Linked DNA regions of Mus musculus: region 2 is linked to region 1. Evidence: chromatin contacts called from public HiChIP or PLAC-seq data. All regions are on one chromosome and are shown on one strand. The core of a region is the stretch at or near the end of the contact, and the rest is flanking DNA. Distances in the headings are between cores, read along the strand shown.

The links. HiChIP or PLAC-seq counts read pairs in DNA pulled down with a chosen protein or histone mark.
Region 2: a BATF HiChIP or PLAC-seq map of CD8 T cells shows a contact between it and region 1, with 16 read pairs. The contact joins two enhancer-like sites. A contact is called at or near these places in 34 of 484 Hi-C or Micro-C datasets (B cells, CD4 T cells, CD8 T cells and 23 more), 8 of 115 datasets of contacts at active chromatin or transcription factors (CD8 T cells, the HPC-7 cell line, bone marrow-derived dendritic cells and 5 more) and 5 of 9 other capture datasets (adipose tissue, bone marrow-derived macrophages, embryonic stem cells and 2 more).

What each region holds. Positions count from the first base shown.
Region 1 is chr4:59,363,800-59,369,191 of GRCm38.p6, reverse strand. Susd1 (sushi domain containing 1) reads left to right here. Exons shown (of 17, transcript NM_001163288.2): 10 at 3,278-3,470. It also overlaps the pseudogene Gm12527. Among named protein-coding and RNA genes, the nearest start is that of Susd1, 72 kb to the left of the region's middle. Within about 2 kb of position 2,806, at least 51 of the 459 cell types and tissues checked have an H3K27ac peak or open chromatin away from gene starts, as enhancers often do. A contact at or near this core is called in CD8 T cells, the G1E-ER4 cell line and trophoblast stem cells, where this site is marked.
Region 2 is chr4:59,450,152-59,456,088 of GRCm38.p6, reverse strand. No RefSeq gene overlaps it. Among named protein-coding and RNA genes, the nearest start is that of Susd1, 14 kb to the right of the region's middle. Within about 2 kb of position 3,433, at least 65 of the 459 cell types and tissues checked have an H3K27ac peak or open chromatin away from gene starts, as enhancers often do. A contact at or near this core is called in CD8 T cells, the G1E-ER4 cell line and trophoblast stem cells, where this site is marked.

The sequences.
Region 1 (5,392 bases), core at 1,557-4,056:
TTCTAGGAATGGGTGCGTGTTACACTGTTGCAGGGAGAAACTAAGTTGATGAAGGGTCTGTGAACTTGATGACTTCTATCGCTTTCTTGCCTACAGTTGCACACTTACATGTTAAGACATTTATCTTAGTTTGCCTTCAGATGCACATACTGGGTGTACATTTCCAAGAAGCTCATTTAGCTTTAGTTTCCTTCCCTACCCAAACTCAAATCAAAAGCAAATTTAAGAAGGAACCTGGATTTACTTTGGTGTCATTTTTCGTGCCTAGAAACTCAGGCTGAGGTGTGTGGCAGGTCCGGTGGGCAAGAGGAGGTGGCGGTAGCCCGAGCCCGAATGGAAGTAGATGCTGATGGAAATGGTGCTAAGATATTTGCATATGCCTTTGACAAAAACCGAGGAAAGGGCTCAGGCAGGCTTCTGCATGAGCTGCTGTGGGACTGGCACAGGGGAGGTGTGGCTCCCGGGTTTCAGGTGGTTTATCTCAATGCTGTGACTGTGGACAATCACTTGGACAACCTGCCGCTGGTACCATGGGGCTGGCGACCCAAAGCTGAAGAGACCTCCAGCAAAAAGCTTATACTGGCTTGCAATCCAGCAGCTTCCCACAGACCCTATAGAAGAACATTTCCCTGTCTTGAATGTGACCCAGTACTATAATGCCAATGGGGATGTGGTGGAAGAGGAAGAAAATTCCTGTACCTACTATGAATGTCATTCTCCTCCTTGTATGGTGATTGAAAAGCAGCTTTGAGAGTTCAACATCTGTGGGGGTTGCCCGGTGGCTTGATACTGTGGCTTTCAGTGCCAGCAGAAGGACCGGCCTGGCCACAAGAAGCACTGTCGGGAGAGGAAGTGTCCCTTCCAGCACAAGCTTGAGCCAGAACGATGATGATGACAGGCTGAAGAGCTGCCACTGCTGCAGGTTCAAAGTTTCCAGCTCGTCATGAGCACAGCGGAAGACAGACTGCCAGTTGAACCCGGAGGTGCCCAAGAAGCCAGCAGTGGATCCTGAGCAGCTGCCATGCGACGTCACAGCAACAAGCAGCCTGTGGGGACAGTGCCCCTCCAGTTTTCACCTCCAGCAGAGACAACAGGGAGGCTCCCTAGGACCTGTCTCATTATTTATATATTAATATGTTTGTAAACTCATGTACAGTTTTTTTGGAGGGGGGAGGGTTAGCAACTTCAAATAGAATTATTTGTTGTAGTCCTCAAAAAAAAAATAGGAGAGAGAGAGAGGGAGAGAGAGAGAGGAATTCAGGCCGAGTGTGATAAAGTGAAAATCAGTTATTTATTCCATAAATATTTAGCAAAAGAATATCATATATTATGACCCAAGAGTTTCAAGTCAAACAAATACCAATTTACAAATAAACAGCAACTGTAATGAGATACTATGAATTTTTACATTTGACAAAAATGTAAAAATAATGGGATGGGTGTGTGTGTGCGCGCGTGCATGCATGCATTTACTTCTAAGTATAATTTTTTAAATATTTACTTATGCTTTACCTTAATGTGCATGCTTTGTCTGCATGTTCGTATGTGCACCGTGTATGTGCCTTATGTTCATGGAGGCCAGGAGTAGAGTGTGGCGTTCCAGATGGTTGTGAGTCACTGTATCCATGCTGGGAATCGAACCCAGGTCCTCTTTAAGAGCCAGTGCTCTTAACTGCTGAGCCACCTCTCCACTTCTCCCCAACAAGGTGTAATTTTTAAGAAGCAAACCCCACATCAATCGTATCATAGAAAACGTGTAGGGATTAGCTGAAGTGGGGGTGAAGAGGGGAGGTGTGGGCAAAGAGGAGCAGGGAGGTAAGGAGGAAGTGAAAATCCTAATCAGGGCTGGACGGTGAGAAAGAGCCCTAGAAAAGAGACACATTCAAGGACCCAAATGGTTTATTCTATGATAGTACTGAAGGAGTTCTGTTAAAGCTAGCCAAACACTTGGTTAAGAAAACCAGTGATTCTTGGGGCTGGGAAGACCGTTCAGTTAGTAATGTACTTGCCACCCTAAGTGTGAGGCATTGAGTTTGGACCCCATCCCCACCTAAAGAGCCAGGTACCGTGCTGTGTGCCAAGTCAAGAGGATTCCTTTGGCTGCTGACTAGCCAGGCTAGCTGAATCTGTGAGCTCAGGGTTCAGTGAGAAGACATCCAGCCTCAGGCATCTATGCACACATACACACCCTAAAACGACTGAAGAGTTAAATGGAAAAAATAAACTGAACTTTTAATATGTTAAGGATCCATTTATGTAATACATGGGATATAGTTACGTCCACTGGAGAAAAGTGAGCACTCAAAAGCTGTCCGCATGTGAGAATATACACACTGTTCATATCACATGTGAATACATTATCCTTTATCAGCAAGTGGTCCAGGAGAGCAGGGTACCATGAGATCTTGTGCCCAGCTCCCCTGGTAATGCTTTCTAGACCCTGAAGCCTGACTGTGGCATTGGACAGCTGGAACCATGTGGAGGACATTCATAGCCTTGAGTGTAAGGGACTCAAGTTTTGCTGATCTCTCTCTGAGGGTGCCTAAACTATCCAAGAGAGTCAGAAGGCTTGGGTGAGAGTTGAACCTTATGAGCCAGTTAGTTATCCAGTCTTGGATGATCTGTGAGGATGGTTCGTTCAGTGATTGAAAGTAATGGTGGAGGGTGGAGAGCCAACGATGGGAGCTTCATTAAACTCAGTTTCACCAGATAAACTGTACTGGTTGATAACGTTTGATCATAGTACCCTGGGATCTGTCCTGCACTTCCCCTGTGACTCGCTTCCTCTGTGACTCACTGTTGCTTGAGCGGTGTGATTCAGATCGCAGTATGTGGGATGCCTCCACTCATCAGCTTTGACCAGCTCTGATGGGAAGGAAGACGCAAGAGAAACCACATCGCACTTTCAAAGCATGGCCTGGGATAGTTCTCATAATGCTAAGTACCCCGCACAGTGGGGCTTCTCTATGGAGTCCTCAGGATGAACAAAACCGAAAGAATTTTTGCCCAGTAGCTTCGGTGCAGTCTCTTTCATTTGAGTGGGCACAAGGGATTGCTCTAGAACCGCCTGCCGTCTTGTTATTCCCTGTCCGTCGTTGGTTATGCAATTCAATCTTAGTCCTACACCTGCCTGAGAGGAAAACTGGGTAGGACAGGTGCAGGAGCTTTGCTGTCTTTAAGGTAATCCTACAAAGATTAGCAGAAGGAGATTTCTTGACAGTCTAGGAATCTGGCAGCCAGCAGGAAGCTAACGCAGCACTCTCTTTCCGTCTGACAGGTGGAGGTTCTGGGTCAGAGGTGGTATCTAGAGAGCTCCTACCATGCTGCTCTCTTTAACTTCACAACAAGAGACCGAGCTCCAGAAGTGTGTTTAGATCTGTACCCCGCTACTGATTACACGATAAACATCACCCTTCTGAGACCCACTGAGCCGCGCTCCGCACAAATAACCATAACAACCTCAGTGACAGGTAGGCACGGATGCCTTTCCAGTTTGTTCCTGGGGATAACACATTAGGTACGAGGGTTCATCGGCACAATGAGGGGAGCACAGAGGATGGGGTCAAGAGCCCTGCGTTCTACTTCTAATAAACTGCCAGCTTTGTCTGGTATTCCTGATGCTTGAATCTTACCAATCAGTCCTTCTGTACAATGTTTTGACTTCTCGAGGAGATTCCAGAAAAGGAGACTACATAGAGATTCCAGGCAACTTTAGAGTGGGAATTCTGTAAGGCTTCTGTCTCTCGTTTCAAATTCAAAATGGCTCTCTATCTCCTTCCTTAATGTCTGTTTGACAAGTTGGCTCACTGTGCAGCTGTGTTTGTTCCTTTAGATTCATGAAGCCCCATATATTTCATTTATGCAATTTACATTGCATCCTTATGTTTTTGCATACTTGGGAAATTATATATTTTCAAACGCATGGTTCTTTCCCACAGCCTCAAGGGCTGTCCTGAAGGTCCCTGCATTTACCATTTTGCTGAGATGTTAGCCACACCTTCACCTCCTTAATTTGTGCTGTCTCTGAACATTGTGGAGGCATCAATGTTAACGGGGAGGACATTCCTCAAAGGAGGAACATCAAATATGTACATTATGCCCACAGCAGCCATTGACACTTGTGGAGGCCCACGCCTGCTGGCCCTGTCCCAGGGGCAGGAACTATGTTATTCTGTCCCTATCAAGGCCATGCTGGACCTGGCAATCTTCCAGAAGACAGAAATGTTATCTCTGCTGCACTGGGCACTGGCTGAATCCAGGGGGTTCACAGCTGGGCCATCCAGGAGCATGGCCCCATGTAAAGAATAAGCTGTTACTTCTGTTTCAGGATGAGATGAACTAGAGTGCGTTGGCCTTAGAGGAGGCATAAGGTCCCTTCCTCCCTCCCTCTCCTAACTGGAAGCTGGGGTCTGTCTGTCTCAGCTTCTGAGGGTTAGAAAAGTGACTGAGCCCAGGATCCAAAATGGGGAGAGCGGCAGCCCTATGTCCCAGATTGTTCATTGGCTGAGCCTTTGTGTCCAAGGTCTATGAGAGTGATTTGGACGGAGTCCAAGTTCCAGCCTATAGAAGAGGACAGAAATTTCTCCAGGATTTTTAAAACCCCTATTTTTGTGCTAGATCAGTGATTTGGCTTCCCCCTTCTGCATGATGGTATATTAAAAACTGTTTCATGCTCACCAGTCTCTTGGATTTTTTATTACTGTGTTTGCAGCAGTCTGACTCACAGTAGGGGTATAATGACGCCCCTTGGTGCTCCTTAGAAACGCCTCCTTTGTGGATTTTCCTGGAAGCCATATAGAGGCCAGCGATGTTAACTACACAGCTCCCAGCTAGTGCTAAGGAGCACGGGGTCTTTAGCGTTCCCTCTCTCCCTCCCTGCCTCCCACCCTTTCTCCTTTCTTCTTTTCCTTAGAGAACCCACTCACTCAGGACTTCACACAAACTGGGCAAGCATTCTCCCACTGGGCCACGATGCCAGGGTCCCTTCTACCATTTCTTCACTTCTCTGGGCTTAGCAGTGAAGTTTCAGGGTTTCCTCTCTGGAGGAGCTGCAAAATGAAGGGCCTGCTCCTCTCTGGTCAGGACCCCACCCCCTACCCCCTAACCCCCACCCCATTTCCTGTTCACTTTCGCTTCTAGCAGGCCAGTTTGGCAGGCAGTATGACTTTTGCACAGGAGACTGTAACGCTCAAGACATTAGTGCATTTCTGTCCATCTCACCAAGTGTGGGATGACCAGGAGAGGTATTAGGCACAGGTTCACGGGTTCCATCCCAGAAGTTCTGAGTCAGTATGCACAGGTGCTCACTCAGGGTCTACCCACCTGATTCTGCCAGTCCACTTGGGTAGTATTGTTTTAGCCACACACAACTTAGCTACTCCTGGCCAATTAC
Region 2 (5,937 bases), core at 2,184-4,683, 86 kb before region 1:
TGGGTAAACCTGAAATGGCCTCAGCGATAATACAAGATGGAGGAAGCCTTGCACTGCCTCACCCTTTCGCACATGTAATTAAAACAACAACAAGGAAACAGGAGCTAACCAGAGTGACGAGAGCCCCGAAGCCATGTTAGAATGCCAACGGAGAAAGGTTTGAAACCTCCCAGCCCGTTTATCACATCTGAAAACACTGGTGAACTGAAGAGGAAGGGCAGGAGCTGAGCAGCTGGGGAACTCAGCTCAATGCTGAGGACTTACTGTCCAGCATTCCTGTACCCTTCTGTAAAGACATGAGCTATCATCTGCAGCAGGAACCACTTCTTCCTCTTGCAGTCCTGGGGGTCAGAACAGGCTGACCCCAGAGTCAGGCTTAGCCCTGGTGCAGGTTAGCTAATAATTGGTCTTATGACTGGTTTTATTGTGAGCACCAGCCCCGGGACAGTTGGTTCTGGACTTCCTCTCTGGGGTAGTTTGTATATGGTCGGCCCAGGGAGTGGCAGGATTAGGAGGTGTGGCCTTGTTGGAGTAGGTGTGTTACTGTGGGCATGGGTTTAAGACCCTAGCTGCCTGGAAGTGAGTATTCTGCTAGCAGCCTTCAGATGAAGATGTAGAAGTCTCAGCTCCTTTTGCACCATGCCTGCTGCCATGTTTCTGCCTTAATGATAATGGACTGACCCTCTGAACCTGTAAGCCAGCCCCAATTAAATGTTTTCCTTATGAGAGTTGCCTTGGTCATGGTGCCTGATCATAGCAGTAAAACCCTAAGACACTCTCTTTCTGTCTGCTGGATTATAAACTGAGAAGACAGAAGGACTGTGGCTGCTGCCATCCTCTGATCTTGAAGGGACACTTGAGAATAGAACCAGACATGCTGAGAAGACAAGCTGGAGTCTAGTGACAGTATATGAGTCACTGACAAGTCACAACTGAAGTCATTGACATTTGGGAACTATGAGCTAAATTATAGTGTGTCCTCCCTCTCTCCCTTTCCCATCTCTGTCTGCCTGCCTGCTGTCTCCCTCCCTCCCTCCCTCCCTCCCTCCCTCCTTCCTTTTTTCCTTCCTTTTCTCCCTCCCTCCTTCCCTTTTTTGAGACAGGAATGACCTGAACCTCCAATTTTCTTTCTCTTGCCTCCTGAGCGCTGGGATTATAGGTATCTGCCACCATGGCTGGCTTCTGGCTCAGGCAGTGCTGAGGATCTTGTAAGCCAAGGGTTTTTGCATACTAGGCAAGAACTCTATTAAGTGAGCTACATTCCCGGCCTGACTTTTTAAATGTTATTGAACATAAAGTCTCCTAAGCAGGCCACAGTAACGCCATGACAAAGGAGATCTCAGAACAGATGAATTTGGAGAGAGACAAAGAGAGAAAGCAAGCAGCTGGAACGTTGATAATAAGGGGGAACCGGCCTGTTTGGACAGGTGCAGTCTGCTTGATTTAAACAATGTGTGGCAACATGTGTTTTATGCGAAGATCTAAGGTTTGTAGCTTCTGCTCCTGATATTGTGGCTGATGCTAGCAAATTGTATTTGTGAAGTAGTTGCCATGATGCAAAAGCATAATTTGATTAGAAAATTACCCATGAGTGCTTAGGGTTCATCCCACAAACCTGCCAGAGAAAATCAAAGCATGAGAAATCCTTTGAACTGGCTAATGTGTGCTTCTTTTTCCATCATTCATTTTGGTACAACGTCAATATGTCTTACTCTTATCCTTTTTAAAACAAGTCAGAGCAATGTAGGGCCCATCTTGAGTTTCAGAGACAGCCCTGGGGGCTAGATCATCCTAGAAACACTGATCTTTGAATGAGCAGGAAATGAGACGTGTAAAGGGTGACTCATCCCATCTTCCCCACACTGCTTGGCTCCATGGATGTTTAGCTGAGCAGCATATTAAAGTCTACTGGCAAGCAATCTGTCATTCCCTCAGAACTACTAACTAGACCCAAGGAATTTTACCAGGCACCATGATATTCGGCCAACATGGCTGTTGGAGTTCAATATATTTGTGCCCCAGATGGTGACACTGTTTGGGGAGGTGAGATGGGGCCGAGCTGGTGGAAGTTCCTGGAGGCCTGCCTTTGAAGGTTTCAACTATGTCTCTCTTATTGTCTCTGCTCCCTGTTTTCATGAGGTGAGAGCTGTTGCTGTCATGATGTTATGCCTGAGGTCAGGACCAAGCAACTTCGGAGTAGACTTGAAGTTGTGAGAAAAGCAAATCCTGGTTGTGAGTTACTCTGTCAAGTATTTGGTCACAGATTGGCAAAGTTAACTAGCATCATGACACATCCTCACGCCTTTTGCAGTTTATAATCTAATGAAACAGACACCCCTAAGGGCCAACCATGATCGTTGGGCGCTTTGGAAGAGAAATGCAGAAGGAAAATTGAGCAAATTACAGAGAAGCCAGTATGGTATAGGAAGGTATTGAAGGCTTTAGTGAACAATGCTGTGTTTCATATTTACCAGTTGGTATATCCTCATTTGTAGACACCCCCCCACCCATCCACAGTACAACAGTGATAAGTCATCATCAAACATTTGGGACCAGGAGACCATTTGTCTTTTATCCAAGTTATCAAGCTGACCACTCAAGACAGGCTGGAAAGGTCAATGTGTGGGTAATAACACAGTAGTAATTAACTCCAGGCCACCAACAATGCATTGGCATTACAGTAAGGAAAGGAATAAAAGCATCCTACTGAACTCCTAACCAAGAGAGCATCCGGATTTGAACTCTCTGCTTCATGCTCCCTGTGTCTTCCATCCTCTGTCTCTGTGTGGTATGATCTGAATCTCCTACCGGAAGGCTGTTTTATGAATCTGTTTGTCCCTGTGTCTGTCTGTGTGTATCCTTGTGTCTCTGTCTCTTGTTGGACCTGGATGTATCTGTGTGTGGGTGGTGTCTGTCCCTCACAAAGGGCTTCACTTTATATTGATTGGTCATCATAGAAAGCATCTCATGGGGGAAGGAACAGGACAGTTTGCAAATCTTTAACAAAGTTTACAAGGGTATAAATCACTGGTTCCAGTTGATCCCAACTGACCCAGACAACAGTCACTGTTAGCCACTTTTCCATAAAGGGTACTTTCAACCTTTCTGATAGATTTCAGCAAATTGCTTTCAACTTCTGTGTTTGCTGCTGTCAAACAAATGATACACATGCATTATCTGTGTCAGGGGCGTGGAAGAGTGTGTAGTCTAAGAAACCACTCTGCATTGGCTGAGGTTGTAAAAGTTGATGACACGGGAAATCCAAGGTCAGTAAGGTTAGTTATGGCTTTGCTCTCTTAAAGGCAAGTGAAACAGTTTGAGTACACAGTCCGGTGGTAGTCAAGTTTTAAGTGACTCCCGGGTGTACTATTAACTCTGGCTGAGAGATTCAGCAAAGGTTTCGGTTTCTTAGAATGCAAGCGAGATTTCAGAATGTTGCATCATTCCAGGCCAAGACAGACGAGTCACTTCACACAGCTGGTGCTAAGGAATCTCATAGGCTGCTGGTACCTGTGGAGGTTTGAATAGGTGTGGGCCCCACAGATTCTTGTGTTCGAATGCTTGGTCATAAAACTGGCACTATGAGAAGGAGTGGCCTTATTAGACAAAGTATGTCACTGTGAAGGTGGGCTTTGAGGTCATATAGGCTCAAGTTACACCCAGTGTGACAGACACAGTCTCCTTCTGCTACCTGCAGATCAAAGTATAGAACTGTCAGCTCCTTTTCCAGCACCATATTGGCCTGCAGGCTGCCATGCTTCCTACCATGACAACAATGGACTAAACCTCTGAACTGTAAGCCAGCCCCAGTTAAATGTTTTCTTTATAAAAGTTGTCTTGGTCATCTCTTCACAACAATGAAACCCTAACTAAGATACCTTGAGACAACCTCCACAGCCCTTGCAACCTCCCCCGAAAGAAATAAAAAAATAAAAATAAAAACAAAACAAAAGAACAACAATAAAAACAAACACCAGCAAACAGCAAAATCTCATCATGGAATCTGCAGTATGCTAGCCACAGTCACATTTACTTGGAAATGTTCATTGTAATGAGTTATTGGTCTGGTACAAAGCCCTGGCTTCTGCTACATTAACAGTACTGGATCCTCATCTGGATCTAGTCATTGCCTTGTGTCATGAAGATCCTGCAGCTTTGGAGCTGCAGGACTGGACCCTTCACACACTCCAGCAGTTCATAGATGGGGTAGATGTTGGGGTGGGCCAACTCAAAGCCTTGGATCTGGGCCTGGGTGGTAGGTGAATTGGTCAGCCTCCAGCTCTCTCCTCCACCCACATCACCAGGGTGAACACTCTAGCACTGCCCTGGCTAGTTCACCCATTCCCTCAGCCAGCTAGGGGCATGGCCAGCATTCCCATTCTCAAGAATTTGAGGCCCACTCACCCATACTCATACTACTGGGGCCAGCTCTACCCAGGTGAGGTGCAGGGCCCACTCTGCTGAGGGCTACAGCCAGCAAGGTGTGGGACCAGCTCTCCCTCTCTGGCAAGTAAAAGGATCTCAGTTGTACTAGCCTAAGCAAAAATTCTTAACTCATCTTATGAAAAGAGTTTCTCATGGAACACTAGCAAAGAAATATAAGACTTGGGGACAGATTACAGTGTAGGGGATTGGAGCCCCTTGGGGAAATGTCTCCTGTCCTTTTCTCTATGTGCTTTATCACCCTTATACCTCAGTTTCCCCACTAAAACTAGCTTAAAAAGGTTGGGTACTGCCTTATTTAGGGTTTCTATTGCTTTGAAGAGACACCACATCCATAGCTTACAGCTCAGAGGTTCAGTCCATTATCATCATGGCTGGAAGCATGGCAGCGTGCAGGCAGACATGGTGCTGGAAAAGGAACTGAGAGTTCTACATCTTGAACCAAAGGCAACCAGAAGGATAGTGTGTTCCTTAGACAGCCAGGAGAGAACTCTGATTCCAGACTGGGCAGAGCTTGAGCATAAGAAACCTCCAAACCACGCCCACAAGTGACGAATTTCTTCCAGTAAGGCCACACCTATTCCAACAAGGTCATCCCTCTTAATAGTGCCACTCCCTGTAGGCCAAGCATTCCAACACTTAAGTCTATGTGGGCCAAACCTATACAAACCATCACACCAGGGTTGTAAGGAGAATGGGTATCTGGGAATAAAGGAAGCCTCTGAGAGAGAGGAGAGGAGCTGGGGGCTTTAGAATGTGTAACAAGTACTGTGACTGAGGTCTAAGGAATCCTGAAGGCTGGCATAGACTTTGATATGCTGATAGGTGCCCCTGGCATAGGTCAGTTGGGGAGCCAGAAGGAAAGGAAATGACTCCTTTTGGCATACTTTTGGGAACCAGTTTCACAAGTTCTGAGGAATGCTGGCTTTTGATCTAACCACCAGACAGCTTTCCATTGTCCAGGTTGAGCTGGCCTAGATTTAATTTCTCACCGGTCAGGTAGCCTGCTCTTCTGAGGAAGGAGTACTCTTTGGACCTGACATACGTGTTGGGGGTGTGGAGGCTGGGGAGCAGTGCTGTGCACTGGTGAGTAGAAATGCCCACGGAGGCCAGAAGAATCCTCAGATTCCCTGGAGGCGTGAAAAACACCTGATGTAGTCAGTAGGAGTCAAACTCAGGTCTTCTGCAAGAGTGATCACTCCTAACTGCTGAGTCATCTCTCTAGCCCTTCCTTGGCCTACTTCCTGCTATACCGAAAAACTTAAAAAGTAAGACCGAGTTCAATAAGCACCAAATGAAGATTAAGAAATACTTTTTAGCAGCTAGAGAGATGGCTCAGCAGTTAAGAGCATTTGCTGCTCTCCCAGAAAACCCAGGTTTGAGTCCTAGTTTCAATTTCCAGCACTCACATATATATATAAAATAAAATTATACATATATGAAAGAAGTACTATTTAACCACGTAGAGACTTGTACCTCCTGAATGTTCATAGA